Regions from separate parts of the Mus musculus genome. Here region 2 is linked to region 1. A link is a contact called in public Hi-C data. All regions are on one chromosome and are shown on one strand. Each heading gives the region's core, a stretch centred on a gene start, on an enhancer-like site or on the middle of the called end of the contact. The rest is flanking DNA. Distances are from core to core; before and after follow the strand shown.

What was found. A called contact is a pair of places that touch in the nucleus more often than the background predicts.
Region 2: a contact with region 1 is called in a Hi-C map of cerebellum, with 2.8 times the contacts expected there. The contact joins two enhancer-like sites. A contact is called at or near these places in 4 of 484 Hi-C or Micro-C datasets (the N1E-115 cell line, cerebellar granule neurons, cerebellum and 1 more).

The regions. Positions count from the first base shown.
Region 1 is chr8:23,605,600-23,610,169 of GRCm38.p6, reverse strand. No RefSeq gene overlaps it. Among named protein-coding and RNA genes, the nearest start is that of Gm30471, 41 kb to the left of the region's middle. Within about 2 kb of position 1,834, at least 2 of the 459 cell types and tissues checked have an H3K27ac peak or open chromatin away from gene starts, as enhancers often do. A contact at or near this core is called in cerebellum, where this site is marked.
Region 2 is chr8:23,722,730-23,727,731 of GRCm38.p6, reverse strand. All of the region lies in intron 1 of Zmat4 (zinc finger, matrin type 4), which reads right to left. Among named protein-coding and RNA genes, the nearest start is that of Zmat4, 56 kb to the right of the region's middle. Within about 2 kb of position 2,326, at least 18 of the 459 cell types and tissues checked have an H3K27ac peak or open chromatin away from gene starts, as enhancers often do. A contact at or near this core is called in cerebellum, where this site is marked.

The sequences.
Region 1 (4,570 bases), core at 585-3,084:
TTTTTTTGAAGGAAAATAGAAGAGAAGCGGAATTGGGAGTAGGGGATAGGGGAGGTCAGGGAGGAGACTGGCAGGGGTGGAGGTAGCAGAACTATGGTCCAGATATAACATATGAGAGAAGAAGAAAGAAAGAAAGAAAGAAAGAAAGAAAGAAAGAAAGAAAGAAAGAAAGAAAGAAAGAAAGGAAGGAAGGAAGGAAGGAAGGAAGGAAGGAAGGAAGGAAGGAAGGGAGAGAGAGAGAGAGAGAGAGAGAGAGAGAGAGAGAGACAGCACCATCTTCATCATCTCTAATGTCTAAGAAGCAAGCTGTTCCTACAGCTTTTCAAACAAATCTCCCATCCCACAGACATGAGTTCTGATTAGACCACCGGTGGCCCAGCACCCAGAGTGGGGCACACTATTGCCGGGGATGGGTAGGCAATCTCCCAAAGACACCAACCACACTGCTCTGTGACGCTACGGCTACTTGGTGCTACCAGTCAGCAGTGCCATTTGCCTGGGTTTCAATTTAACGTTGTCATGCCCAGCATCTACAGACGCAGAGAGATCTCTACCCTCCCCCCAAACAAGTCTGGCTCATTTCGCACTGAACAACAGTGAACTTAGTAGGCCGTTACCCTTGGCTAGCATTATCCCTTGCTCCTCTCTGCCTTTGGCCAGCTTGCAGGTCCTCCTTGCTTGTAGGAGCTGCAAAATCTAGTTGTTTTCTGTCAGCTGTTTATATTGCCTTCCACTGTGACTAATAGGGCTCAGAAGAATTACAACTACCAAGTCCTCCTTTTAAATGTCATTAGCAGGGATGCTTGGCACTTGTGCTAATAACACCCCAACAGCCCTTTTGCAAGTGACTTAAGAAAGATGTCATCCCAGTGCACGGTCCCTTTCTGTGTGCCCAGCTTGTCTTCCCTTGGAAGACCTGGATATGCTATCCAGCACACTAAAGGGGAAGGTAACTGGCTCCAGGCGTTCGGCCAAACTCAATGGAGAAGTACTTCTTGGTATTGCTGGTGTTCAAGACTCAGAACCTGAAGTGCAGAGTTTCTGTTTATTCAGTTCAAGACAACCACTTTTGGGAAGTGACGACTCCAGCCCCATAAGCCCCTTTCACTAAGGCTTCCCTTAAGACCTGAGACAAACAACAAATGGGTGGTGGTGGGGAACCAAGGAGGGTGAGGGGGGACAGGTAACAGGGTGAAGAAAATGGCCCTGGTACCTGAAACAAGGTGTGTTCAACTTCTGAGATCTTCTAATGTCTTGTAAAGTTCATATTATTGTACAGACATTGAGAGATCTTGTGATAATGATGGAGACTGTGGGAGGAGGGGAAAGTGTGTGTGTGTGTGTGTGTGTGTGTGTGTGTGTGTGTGTGTGTGTGTGTGTGTGTGGTGTGTGTAGATATGTGTGGGTGGGGGGGTGTGGGTGTGTGTTTACATATGTCCTTGTGAATGAAAGTGTGTGTGTGTGTACCTGTGAGTGTACGCACATGTGTGTGCATACACAGAGATGCCAGAGGTTAGCCCCCAGTGTCATTCCTCGGGTACCATGCATCTCGTTTTTTATGATAGGGTTTCTCACTGGCCTGAAACTTACCACATAGGCTAGGCTGGCTAGCCAGATACCACCAGGAATCTGCCTAGTTCTGCTTCCTGGCGACTAGAATTGCATGTATGTGGCACCATGCCCAGATTTTTTTCTATGTGTTCTGTGGATTGAACTTCAATCTCCATGCTTGCAATGGCAAGCACTTTACCAACAGAGCCACCTCCCCAGCCTTAAGTGCCCGGAGTTCTCTCATTGTATTATTATCACTGTGGAAACTAGGCTGCATACATTCCGAGTCAATGTATCCAGTGTGCTCCTGTGGACATCAGCTGCTAATGCCACCTGGTAACAGATGGCTACATGTCAGAGGAAAGGTCTGAAGTGCAGTGCTGAGGCCTGCTCACAATTCCCAGCCCTGCCACTCACAATCTGCATTGTCTAGAAAGAGTGGCTTTCCTTCCCTGGGCTTCATGTGCCCATCTGTAAGCTAGCAGGGCTGTGCTCTCTGGAGCTCTGGGCTCTTCCGTGCTGCCAGCTCTCTTGTACCTGTGGGTCCCTTTGCTACCTGTGCTCCCACCTCCTGCACCTGCTCCGTGCATCACTAGCAGTCTGTTCACTTCAGGAGTGCCCTTGGGCTGACCGAGCCAATGCGCGTCCTTGTGCTCAGAGAATGGAAACGTCTTGGAGTTAGGCCCCTCCTCCCTTAGAAAACCTATAACTTGGAAGTATGGAGGCCCTGCCCCTTCCCAACTCAAGACCTTCCGGGGACTCTGCAGCCCCTGCTAAGTCAGCCTCATCCTGGCTTTCTCGCTTTCCCAAACAGCTCACCTTCCCTCCCAATTGGCCTAGAAAAACATGCACATTGACAAAACGGAACTAAGTAACAGGAGGGACAGCTTCTTCGCTGAGATATTTCACTGCTGGAAATGGGGATCTGCAGACTTGACCAAAACAGGCTCACTGCACCTCAGGTCGCTAGCTATAAGGAGACGCTCCACGCTGTACTGCACTCTACTTTCTGAGTGTGCCCTGTCCAATCACAGTCAAAGAAATGACCACAGTGAGCAATGTGTTTTATTTTTTATGTTGCTTTTGGATGTGATCTCGTGCCTCCTGTAACAAACATTTACATTCAATTTATAATACATGTTTGTTATTGTTGGATGTCAGGTCATAGCTATAGAACCCAATATGGTGTACCCTGAACTTGGACATGCTTTGTTTTTATGCTTTCCCAGATATAATCTATAGAACGTGCCAGACAGTTTTGTTTAAATTGATCTGTCCTGAGAAAGTTCTGGGAAAAAGGCTACTCTGTCAGTGTTTAGTAGGTCCTTACTGGCATCTGTTTACATGTTTTTCTGATCATGTTTTCGTGAACTCAAACAACCTTCCTTGCATCGTTGCTTTCTTTGTTGCATTCATGCATAAAAGTAAACTGAGACTGAAGGAAGTGTGTCAATAGCATTAGGCTGTAGTCCCTCCTGTTCTTTCCAGTCCTCAGACCCCACGTCTCTCAAACACAGATCTGCACAGGTCAGTGAAAGTCAACAGTGCCCCTGGCTTGGGACTCCATCACATGGTAGGCATGTATGGCTGGGGATGTAGCTCAGAGGGCTCTGGTGTGAAATGTCCTAGGTTCCATCCCTAGCACTGCAAAACACAAATTTACCTAACCAGCAAATGAGGGTAAAGGTCGACTGAGGATGAACCATACTGCAGGACCAGATGGAAGTTACTGAGTACTGCCTCACTGAGAAGCCAAAGCCCAAGCCCAAAGACTGACTGAAGAGTACAGTCATGCCCTTCTTAAATGCTTGCGGACTTCTCTTTGCCTCCTCACTGGGACCTGGTTCTCTTTGCTCTGTCTTGAATAGACATGAACGTCTGTATATGAGCAGTAAACTTGAGGGTCCTGACCCTGGGGTCTACTTTATCAGGCAAGATAAACAAAGATACACAAGCATCAGTCATCTATAATATTTTAAAAGCCAAGAGAAATCCAAGAGGAAAGTCTAATGGTTGTAGGGAGTTGGTGTGTGTTCCCCCTAGAACAGTGGTTCTCAACCTTCTTGATGCTGTGACCATGCAATAGTCCAGTTTCTCATGGTGTGGTGACCCTAACCATAAAATGATTTTCATTGCTACTTCACATCTGTAACTTGGCTACCGTTATGAATTGCAATGTTAAATATCTGTGTTTTCTGGTGGTCTTAGGTGACCCCTGTGAAAGGGCCTTTCAACCCCCAGGTTGAGAACCACTGGCTCTTGAGAGCATTTGGTGGTTGCAGACAGGTGGAGGGGTGTGAACTTGGAGAAGGGCAACAGCAGTAAGTAGGGGAACCAGAGCGGGTGCAGCAGGGACTTCCAGACAGGAAGTCACAGAAGCCACAGCACTCTGTGAAAGAAGAGGTAACAATGACTTCACTATAATGAGACAGGAGGCCACCTAGGGCACAGCAGGAGACCCATCCACCCTTCCACTCAGGGCTCCAGCGTTCACCTCCAGTCTGTCCAAGGTCATGCCTGCATCTTTCAGCACCCAAATCCAGACCCGATGGGTACATAAGAGGGTTTGTTACCTCTCTCTGGCCTCCTTATTTCTGTCCCTCTAAGGATGTCAAAGGCAGAGCCTGCTAATTTAAACCACGGTTAAACCCCGATGCAGAGCCTCGAATCACTTAATGAATAGAGTGTGATAACCTGCTCTTCACAAAAGGGGGAATTAAAAACTCATTTATATCAGTGACAGAGTAGAAAGAAAACAGCCGTCTTGCTCCGGCCTGATAATGGAGATACCAACCCTGCTTTATGAACTCCTAATTAGATCTCCTCCATCTCTTGTTTTGATTTCATGTTTGCCTTTTTTTTAAAGCGAAAGGAAGAATAGCTACCATGCCCCACCATGTATTGTATGGGCAGAATACCGATGAGGAAGTGCACCACAGCGCCACCTGGAGGCTAAGGAGGGAGTACCTCTCTCGGGCCATGAGCTCTTCTGTCTGTCCATGCGCACATTGAGGACTTC
Region 2 (5,002 bases), core at 1,077-3,576, 120 kb before region 1:
TGGGTAGCCACTCTGACTTTCTCTGTTCATCACACGGGGGCGTCTGGGAAATTAAACTGCCTTGTGTCTAGGACAAAGCTCTCCCAGCTGCAAAGGCTGTAGGTTCTTGGGTTATCTATGCCTCCTTGAGACTGAGACAGAATAGGGAAAGAACAAGTCAGCGTGTTCCCAAAGCCACTTGGCCCTGAAATTAAAGCAAGGGGCAGGGAGGAAAGACTGAAAAGGGAGGACATGGGAGGACAAAGGTGCTTCAGGGAAAGTCTCAGTCCTCCTCCTGCCATACAAGGTGCTCCTGCCAGCCTCAGGCAGTCCGCTGACAATGCATAACTCCACGCAGATGAAATGCCCTTCCCTAACAGCTTGCATCCTTTCTGGAATTCAGTTGTGAGGGAAACGAAAATGGAATATAGAAGTCACCTCTGCTCTGGGCGGTCTCCCTGGCCCCACCTCTATGTAGATCCCTAACTGCATCCAGGATGCATGGTTGAATCTACATCCATCATGCCAGTGTCTACAGGGCTTTGACAAGAAAACCGAAAACCAGCCCTATTAAACCTTCCAAAAGTGCTGACCTACCTGCAGATTATGTGGGATCATTCCCAAAGCACACATGATGTGGCCTCTAATTTTAAGCCAAGAACCATTTTTCAACAATGTAACCATGAATTTCTTTTTTTCCCCCAAAGGGCAAGAGAAACTCCATGATTCAATGTATCTTTCTCTCTCCCCTTCCATTGGCCAGTTAAGGAAAAGATGTTGCTCCAGTGGAGGAAAATGAAATCTATATGACTCCACTAACTAGGAAGCGAGGTTTCTGATAACAAAAAGGAACTCTTGGAAGTAAATAAATCGACCTCCAAGCTGCACTGGACCACAAGAGCATAATCCTGAGGCCGTGGGTGTAGCTCCAAAGTGCAGAACTATACTAATGTAGTCTAGTTGCATATATTGTATATATAATGTAGTTTAGTTGTACATACTATATATATGATATAGTATAGTTGTATATACTGTGGATATATATATGTATGTATGTATATATATATATATATATATATATATATATATATATATATATATATAAAATGTAGTATAATTGTATAGTAGTATAGTCCTTGGCCTTAACGGCTACCAATCAGGAAAGGAGTGGGTCTGCTCTGGCTAGCTTTATGTCAACATGACACAAACTAGAGCCATCTGAGAGGAGGGAAACCCAATTGAGAAAATGCTTCCATTAAGCTTCAGCCCTAAGGCATTTTCTTAATTACTGATTGATGGAGGAGAGCTCAGCCCATTTTGGATAGCACTATCCCTGGGCTGGTAGTCCTAGGTTTGATATTAGCAAGCCATGTTGAATAAGCCAGTAAAGGGCACCCCTCCACAGCCTCTGCATCAGTTCCTGCCTCCAGGTTCCTGCCCTGCTTAGTCCCTGTCCTGGCTTTCTTCCATAACGGACTGTGATGTAGAAGTGTAAGCTCTACAAACCCTTTGCATCCCAAGATGTTTTTGGTTGTGGTGTTTTATCATAGCAATCAATGGTAACACTAACTAAGGCAGAGGAAGGGGGACTCAAAGTATTATGTCATCCCCTCTCACACCATTTGTCCCACTCTGGCCACAGAGTCCACACCTGAGTATGGTCACCTGTCAGATGTCTTGAGGATGGCCAGAAAAATGTTCATTGAGCCCTAGCAGCACCACCACAAACAGAAGTCATTCTGTGTTGTTTGCACAAATCGGAATGAATCTCCTAAAGAAAACCCATGTGGTGAGCCTGCAGGAAAGACGCTCTTGGGACACACACTTAGGTGTCAGCATTGATTATGACCTTTGTTAGTTACATAACTCAGAAAGTCATTTAATCCCTGAACCTCACTCAACTTGCCTATAAAGTGGTCCATGAAAGCACTGTTTTCATGGTGGTAACATTGTTGTGAGAATATGAAGTGCCTCGTCCTTCTTAGTACTCAATAAAGACCCAATAAAAGATCGTCAGTATCCTTGATGTTGCCGATGACTACAGCTGTATGATTCTCATCTATTCTGTCCGCCATTTCCCAAGCCTCTTCCCTGCTGATCCTGGTCCCATAAATGTGGGGTGTCAGCACCTCCGTCACTGCAGCTGTTCCTGGGGAACCTGCCTCAGAAACACCTCAGCCTCCAGTGCCAAGAAGACCTCAGAGGTCTTCTGCAGGTCACCGAGCTCTGTTCTTGGCAGGGGGCAAGTCATGCTGGGAGGACAAGCTGCCATCAGGCTGGCGTCGCACATGGCAAGGTCAGCCTGCACAGCTGCCTAGTGGGAGCCCAGCCCACAAATCTATCTAGAAGGGAGGGGGGAGACTGTGTGAGAGGGATAAGCACAGGCTGTCAACATCCTCCCTGATCTGCAGGAGCCCTGGACCACTCTCAATGAGTAATATCCCTGCTTCTTTGCTTTTCAGTAACGGAGATGTGATCCAGAACCCCAATTAGGCTAGACAAGAGCTCTACCAATGAGCCACTCTCCCATCCCTAATGTCATCGTCTTTAAACCATCAAGCATACAGACACGGGCCAGCACTGCACAGGGAAGAGTCATCCCTCTGCCTCTCTGAGTACTTGCATTATTTACTTGTAATATATTTATAAGTAATGACATTTCTCCACCCACCTCTCTCCTACAGACACAGAAAGGAGGAGTAAGATGAAATGCTATTAGCCTCCCAAGAGAAAGAGATGAAAAAGCTGTATTCACATCTCTTGTGCACCCAGATCTTAGAAAATAGTTGCCGAGTCATGCCGCCTTGTCCCCTGGAAAGCACACACATACATTGCTTATCAGGTATTTCCCTAGACCTGGATCATGCTCAACACACTCCTCAAAGGGTGGAAAGAAGAAGATAACTCACACAGAAAGTATTACTCACTGTGTCTTCTATGCTTCTACAGTACCATGACGGGAGATAAATAGAGCTTTGTATTATGAGTCACACTCATGAGAATCCCCTCTAGCATCCAACTCAGTGTCTTGCACGGAGTAGGCACTTGGAACAATATCTACTCAACTGAGGACATTCAGCAGAGCTCAACCCTGACTTGGGGCCAGGAAGAACTACTCAATTGACCTACCTGGTCACCACCCCAGTGGCTTCCCACTCAACACCTTCACTAAGATGTTCGGGACATAGTCTGAGATCTTGTGGACCATTCTGTCTCTTCCCTTCTCACCCTCTATATGTATTAGCAAGAGAAACTGAATTCCCTTTAAGAAAGATTTTCCTAACTCTGTTTCTCACTAGCTTTAGCTAAAGGCCAGAATTGCAAGCCCCCATAACTTCTGGCAGAGACTATGATCTTCAGCCCAAGCCCTACCCCCTTCACTTTGCCATCCTCATCTGGCCAGGATGATCTCAGCTATCAAAGGGCTCCTGTAAGCCTTCAGCCATAACCCTGGCAAGACTAATCAGGCATCTGAAATTCCCACTGACTCAGAAGCCCTGCCCTACCCCACCTTACACTGCCCAGTTTTCCAAGTATATATCATCCCTGACACCCTTCTCATGGTTCATTTTCCATTGGCACTGACACCAGCCATGACCACCTCCAGAACACCAGGTCCATATCTGAAATGTCCCTGTAGCTGGGCCCCACATAGACACTGCCCATCTCCCTCTTGCCCACCGCTCCCTAGCCTAGTTCCTCTGCCCTGGAGCACTTCCCAGTACAAAAGGTGATATCATTTTTGTTTCTGTGTTTCCTCACGTTCTCATCCGAAGAATTTAAGGTGTTTAAGTGAAGAAACCCAGAAATGTTATAGGAGCCATTGTCTGGCGTCTAAAATGCCACCAGGCACACAGCTGAGGCACAGTAAACATCAGTGGGCTGACTAAGAGCTAACTGGGTTAATCCAATGCTGTCTCTGATGCTACTGAATTTAGTCTCGAGCTCTCTTAAATATTTATGATCTCACTGACTGAAGAAGAGATGATAAACCCAGAGGAATAACATAAACCTTCACCTTACAGCTGTCTATACAGCCTTCCAGTTCACAAAAACTAATACCTTCCTCTTAGAGAACACTCTATGTCAGTTGATTTCAAACATCATTTACTCAGGACCTCTTTTACACGATTAAAATTGTTGAGATGTCAAATGGCATTTTGTTGGTGTGTGCCACATCTACTGGGATTTACTATCATGAGTTAAAACAAAAATGTAAATAGCAATCATTGAAAATAACAACCCCCCCCCATGCCAACATGTGTATTCATACAAAATGAACTACATTTTACATACAATGTGAAATTCGAATAATGTCCTTGAGGGTTTGAATATACCTGGCCCAGGGAGTGGCACTATTAGGAGGGGTGGCCTTGTTGGAATAGGTGTGGTTTTGATGGAAGAAGTGTGTCACTGTGGGTGTGAGCTTTAAGACCCTCAATCCTAGTTGCCTGGAAGCCAGTCTTCCACTAACAGCCTTCAGATAAAGATGTAGAACTCTCAGCTCCTCCTGCACCATGCCTGCCTGGATGCTGCCATGTTCCCACCATAATAATAATAATGGACTGAGTCTCTGAACCTATAAGCCAGCCCCAATTAAACGTTGTCCTTATAAGAGTTGCCTTGGCCATGGTGTCTCTTCACAGTAGTAAAATCCTAACTAAGACAATATCCTTAATCCCATAAGCAGTTGTAATTTAAGTTAATTTCATGCTTTTGAAAATTGTACTGTGGTTGTTGTACCCACTCGAGACTCAGGAGAGTACCACTCAATGAGGGTCAGGTTAAGAGTTCTTTATTTGTGGGTGGTCAAAAGAAGGCCTATGCCCGAAAAGACTCTTGACTGGGGAGAGAGGTAGGGTAGGATTTATGAAGCCCAAACAATTACTTCATGCCAAGAGCAGGCAGGATCAGAGGTGTCAAAATTTCAGGTCATTCGTTGAAAAACAGTTTGGTTTTTTTTTTTTTAAACAATGAGCTCTGCAAGGCTAAGACTGCATGAGAATATTTTACTCAGTGCAAT